Regions from separate parts of the Mus musculus genome. Here region 1 is linked to region 2. The links are chromatin contacts, called in public HiChIP or PLAC-seq maps. All regions are on one chromosome and are shown on one strand. The core of a region is the stretch at or near the end of the contact, and the rest is flanking DNA. Distances in the headings are between cores, read along the strand shown. Region 1 holds the start of Alk (anaplastic lymphoma kinase). Region 2 overlaps Alk (anaplastic lymphoma kinase).

Evidence for each region. HiChIP or PLAC-seq counts read pairs in DNA pulled down with a chosen protein or histone mark.
Region 1: an H3K4me3 HiChIP or PLAC-seq map of forebrain shows a contact between it and region 2, with 6 times the contacts expected there. The contact joins the promoter of Alk here to the enhancer-like site in region 2. A contact is called at or near these places in 6 of 39 promoter capture datasets (3T3-L1-derived adipocytes, cranial neural crest, embryonic stem cells and 3 more), 2 of 484 Hi-C or Micro-C datasets (cortical neurons and forebrain) and 5 of 115 datasets of contacts at active chromatin or transcription factors (embryonic basal ganglia, embryonic forebrain, embryonic stem cells and 2 more).

Annotation. Positions count from the first base shown.
Region 1 is chr17:72,602,981-72,605,732 of GRCm38.p6, reverse strand. It overlaps Alk (anaplastic lymphoma kinase), which reads left to right and starts at 1,426. Exons shown (of 29, transcript NM_007439.2): 1 at 1,426-2,705. The coding sequence starts at 2,024.
Region 2 is chr17:72,042,254-72,045,075 of GRCm38.p6, reverse strand. All of the region lies in intron 5 of Alk (anaplastic lymphoma kinase), which reads left to right. Among named protein-coding and RNA genes, the nearest start is that of Gm41613, 86 kb to the left of the region's middle. Within about 2 kb of position 1,540, at least 92 of the 459 cell types and tissues checked have an H3K27ac peak or open chromatin away from gene starts, as enhancers often do. A contact at or near this core is called in cortical neurons, embryonic basal ganglia, forebrain and 1 more, where this site is marked.

The DNA of each region.
Region 1 (2,752 bases), core at 177-2,676, 560 kb before region 2:
GCATTTTAAGTAAGTGAATAAATAGAAGGCCTTGAGTGTGTGTGCCACCGCCCCACACAACCTTCTTCCACAGAGTCATATCCATAGCCTCTGGCCTGCTACTCATGGACCGCTAGGGCAAAGTAGCAGTCAAGAGGACTGGAGGGTGGGCTTGGAAGTCTCACATGAGCAAATGATCCAGAACTGGAATTAAAAATATCCGTCTCATGTGTGGTGGTTTATGCTTGTAATCCCAAATCCCAGCACTTGAAAAGCCGGAACAGGATTTCCAAGAGTTCCTAGTCAGTCTAGGCAGTGTAGTGAGTTCAAGCCCAGCCTGGGCTACAAAAACGAGGTCGTATTTCAAAAAAGGCCAAAATAAAAAAAGTGAATAAACAAATAGTGTCGTGGTGGGGTGGTTGCTCAGCGGCAGAGCGTTCGCTTGTCTTATAGAAGGCTCTGAGTTTCATCCCCAGTTTCTGTCTGGAAACCTGTGCAGACACCATTATGAGAAAACCAAGTGGCTGACAGGTCTGACAGCATTTGTTGCGGCTAAAGCCGAAGAAGAACAACTCAGGCTCTCAGGAATGCTTTCAAATAACAGGAGTGTTGGAGAAGGTTCCCTTTCAAGGCTCCAAGGCTCTTGAATCTTGCAGGGCCTCGCTACCCCTGCCTCCTTCTGGTTTTTCTTTGCCTCCAGATTTATTCCGGAACCTGCTCCTCTGAAGTCGGACACATTTAATCTGTTAAATGTATAATTAGACAGAGTGTTTGGTTGCAACGATCGCTTCCAGTTTTCCCATTTATCCAAAATACTCTCTTGTTCGCACAGCGGAGAAATAGGGCAGGCAATCTGGAGGAAGGAACAGGCACCAGCAGCGGGAGGCGGGGCGGGCTTGGTGCTTTTCTCAATGAATACTGAGGCCTCTGCAGATTTGCATAGGAGCAGATCTCGCAGCGGCATTGGCCGGCGGGCTTGGAAGGGGGCGGGGCCGGCTGCGTGGGCTGGGCGGCTGCGCTGAGTTCGCTCTAGAGCCCCGCCCCTCGCGGAGGCCCCGCCCCCCTTCGGCGCGCGCTCGCGGCACTGCCAGCTGCAAGTGGCGGGCGCCCAGGCAGATGCGATCCAGCGGCTCTGGGGGCGGCAGCAGCGGTGGCAACTGGCACCTCCCGCTGCTTCTGTCCAGCGGTTCTCGGGGGGGCAGTAAGACGTTTTCCGTTCGCCCCCTGGCCAGTCAACAAAACCGCGGGCGCTGCTGGTAGGTGAGGAGGGGGCTGGCTACATTGCGGGCTCCTCTGCCCGGAATGTTTTCACTAGTCGCCAGCGGCCAGGGCCGCCCGGGTGCTTGGGAGTGAACTCCGAGGAACCAAGACGTCGGTGACGGCAAGGACGCTGCAAACTTGCGCGCGTGGAGGCAGCGGGAGCCTCCTCTCCGCAACGCAGAGCTCGTGTTCACGCCCAGAAGTTCAGCGGGCAGGGTGATCGATCCGAAGACTTCCTGCAGCGGAGGTCACTTGAGGGGGCGCTAGAAAGCAGCCCCCTCCGGTGGTCCTTGCCTAGACCTGGGAAGGAGCGCAGAGGAGGTGACAGGAGCGGAGGACGTGGGCAAGACAGTGACCGACTCGGAGCCACGGTTCACAGCCTGGAAAGTTGCAGAAGATTGGAAGCTAAGAGGAGAGCTCTGGTCGCCGAGGGCTCCTTGAACGGTACCTAATTGCCACCTCCCTGGTCCCTGAGCAAAGGCCTCTACAAATGGGGCGCAGCACGGCGAGAGGCGCAGGATCCAGCTGTTGAGCCCAGGGTGTCTCACTGTCTCCGAACTACCCCCTGACTTTGTCTTCCGTTTTGCTGAGAACCCTTCTCGCCTCCTTGTAGCTTGGGAAAAGCAAGGGCGCTCTATAGTGTACACACAGTCCCTGAGATCTAGTGGAAGGAGCCATTCAGGACCAAGGACTATTTGGAGCCCTTTCCTGTTTGGGGGAGAGTGAAGGGCGAGGCTGGACCAGCAAGGGAAGGGAGACTAGTGTAAACTCGCCCTCCAGCGGGATGGGAGCTGCTGGGTTCCTGTGGCTGCTGCCTCCACTGCTTTTGGCAGCAGCCTCGTACTCCGGAGCTGCAACCGATCAGCGCGCGGGTTCCCCAGCCTCAGGGCCTCCTCTGCAGCCCCGGGAGCCGCTCAGTTATTCGCGCCTGCAGAGGAAGAGTCTGGCAGTGGACTTCGTTGTACCCTCGCTCTTCCGCGTCTATGCCCGAGACCTGCTGCTACCGCAGCCACGGTCCCCCTCGGAGCCCGAGGCTGGCGGGCTGGAGGCGCGGGGATCACTGGCCCTGGATTGTGAGCCTCTGCTCAGGCTGCTGGGGCCACTGCCTGGAATCTCCTGGGCAGATGGAGCCAGTTCTCCTAGTCCCGAGGCGGGTCCGACGCTGTCCAGGGTGCTGAAGGGAGGCTCGGTGCGCAAGCTCAGGCGTGCCAAACAGCTGGTGCTGGAGCTGGGCGAGGAGACGATTCTTGAAGGCTGTATTGGTCCCCCAGAGGAGGTAGCGGCTGTGGGGATACTCCAGTTCAACCTCAGCGAGCTGTTCAGCTGGTGGATTCTCCACGGCGAAGGGAGGCTGAGGATCCGCCTGATGCCTGAGAAGAAGGCATCGGAAGTGGGCAGGGAGGGAAGGCTATCCAGTGCGATCCGAGCCTCCCAGCCCCGCCTTCTCTTCCAGATCTTCGGGACGGGTGAGCAGCTCCCACTAGAGTGTGTTGGGATTTGCATTTTTAGTTAT
Region 2 (2,822 bases), core at 291-2,790:
ACCATTCACAGGAACAAATTAGCTCTTCAGATGCCCCCTGCACAGCTTGGCGATGGTGATTAATGGCCAGATGCACAGTGGGTGATGAAAACCACATAAGACCAGACTGAGAGGTTCCACCAGCTAGGCCTGTCACTTCAAGGGACAGAGTCAACTCTGAGAAGACTGGGTCTGTTCCTTGGAGTTGAACAACAGAGGGAAATTACAGTCACAGCCTCCAGAGAAGGATGAGCCCGATTTTCAAAACCCTGCTTCTTAACTCTGTCACCAGGACCTCTTACCTTTAATTATCAGTGGGCCGAGTCATTTAAAAGTAAGCATTAAAATTATGTCAGGCTGGGGAGGTGGCTCAGTCAGTAAAACACTGGGGACCTGAGCCAGTCCCCAGAACCCACGTTGTAATTAATTAGTTAACAGGCATGGTAGTACCTGCTTATAGTTCCACCACTGAAGAAGCAGAAACAGGAAGATTCCCCAGGGTTCACTAGCAAGTCACCTTCACTAGAACCTCCCCTCCCCCTCTCTCATGTGTATGTTCATTCACACATGCAGACACACATACACATACCCTTAGCCAACCTCTGGTCTCCATGTGTGTAACACACACACACACACACACACACACACACACACATTCTCTCCCTCTCCCTCTCTCCCTCTCCCTCTCCCTCTCCCTCTCCCTCTCCCTCTCCCTCTCCCTCTCCCTCCCCCTCCCCCTCCCCCTCCCCCTCCCCTCCCCCCCTCCCCCTCCCTCCCCTCCCCCTCTCTCATGTGTATGTTCATTCACACATGCAGGTACACACAGAGACACACATACACATGCATCTCACACACACAGTAATGTATACACTATGCATGTCCCCACGAGTCATAATTTCATCTGGCGACTGAAACCTACTCATACCTTCCCAAGCACCTCCAGCCCTCCAAGGTCCTCCTGCCCATGCTCCTGCCTCACGGTCCATGCTCTGCAGCCCCACACATCCTTCAGCTCTCAGCTGAGACGCTATTTTCTGTCTCATTTCAGAATTCTGTTTCCATGCTTTTCTATTTTAGAACAATCCACTTCTCTGCGCAGTTATTTATACGTCTCACTCAATAGATGCTAACTTCCTAGAATCAAAGTCTTGTTTTTTTTAAATCCCCGTGTCTCAATTAGCAACTAAGAGCACTGTTTTCATGGTGAGCGCTCAATAAAGGTTTGCTTATCCTAATGTAGGAGGGAGATTATGGGCTTTTAAATCAGACCAAATGAGTGTGGAAGCTCAGAGCTGTCGCTTACCACCTTCGTGAGCTTGCAAGAGTTTTTTTTTTTTTTTCAAATCTACGGGCTTTGGTTGTTTTTTTTTTCATCATTAAATAGGCTAATAATACATAATTATAGCTTTGTTGGGAGATTAAAACAGATATTGTGTGCAGAGCTCCTAGCCAGTGCCCCGCATGATAAATACCACTTCCTCCTCTCTCAAGCATCCCTTGACTAAGCTGAGTCTTTTCATTCTGGAAGCAGAGCCGAATAATTCTGCACAGCTCTCCCAGTGGGTGTTGGCAGAGTCCCACCCACCTTCTGCCTTCCATCTGTGCCTTGTCCAAGCCGTAGCCATGGAGGGAAAGCTACCTTATTTCCAGCAGACTCTAATAGCCTAGATCTGCTTTGTGGTTGCAAAGGCAACCTCTCTTCTTTCCCCCACAACTGATGCTTTAACCTCTGATAATGTCATTTCCTTTATCATTTTTGTGACCTGGTCTCTAGAAGTCTTTGTGCCTTGCAAAGAACTAATATTGTTGGATCCTGTGGGGACGGTTGGAAATTGAGGAACTCCTTAGTCATGCTGCTCGCATGCTTCTTTCCCATCAGACTGGACTCCGAAGCAGCCAAGCAGAGCCAGGCCACAAGACCAAGAAAGTGTTTGGCTGGCTTCCCTTTCCCCACCAGTGAACAGCTACTTTTGGCAATGACGTCCTTACTCTGGAATGATTTACTCATAATCGCTAAGAAAGCCAATTATAAATGTCTGTAGAGTGCCTAGGAACAATAGCGATTGCTTGGGCTACTATTTTAAATATTGAACCATTGAAACTAACCCTGGAGTGGAGGCTAGATCCAAAAAGGGCTTTTAAATATAAATAAATAAAGAATGAATGTGCTGAGGTCATGGTACTCCCAGAAGAAAATTACTTTCAAATTACAACTACATAAAAGAAATAATTGAAAAGATTAATCACACTAAAATAATTGGTCTCTTTTACAAGTAATTTGGAGCACTATTCCATCATTGACATCAGTGTCTAGTAGTAAAATAGTAATGAATTTCATTCTCTGACTAATGTATTTATTTTATTAATGGTACTAAATGGTGTTGTTACTGCTTATAAATATTTCATAACTTTTAATTCATTAAAATGTTCAAGGAATTTCCAAAAGTATTTATTAGTTTTAAATCGACCTTAGTACTCAATATGCAGTTGTCACTCTGTCTTGGTAATTAAAAAAATTATTGTTTGGGGTAATGAAATTCTCTTTGAAGGTGGAGGATTAAACCCTAGTTATTAATGAGACTAATGTACCAGCCAGTGATGAATAAGGGACTTGGGGATCTATTTCCTATTTAGGTCACCCAGGACCCCGTATGGCCATTTCTTAACATTTGTGGCTGTGAGATGAATGGGGACCAGAAAGGATAAGAAAATGCACTTCAACATTGGTCTCAACCCATCACTTCTCCCGTGGTCTGTCTCCCACGGACAGCAGATAATAGCAGAACTAAGTGTTTTAACTCCGCCTCCTTGTTACTTTCATTGTTCAAAAGAAACCATGGCTA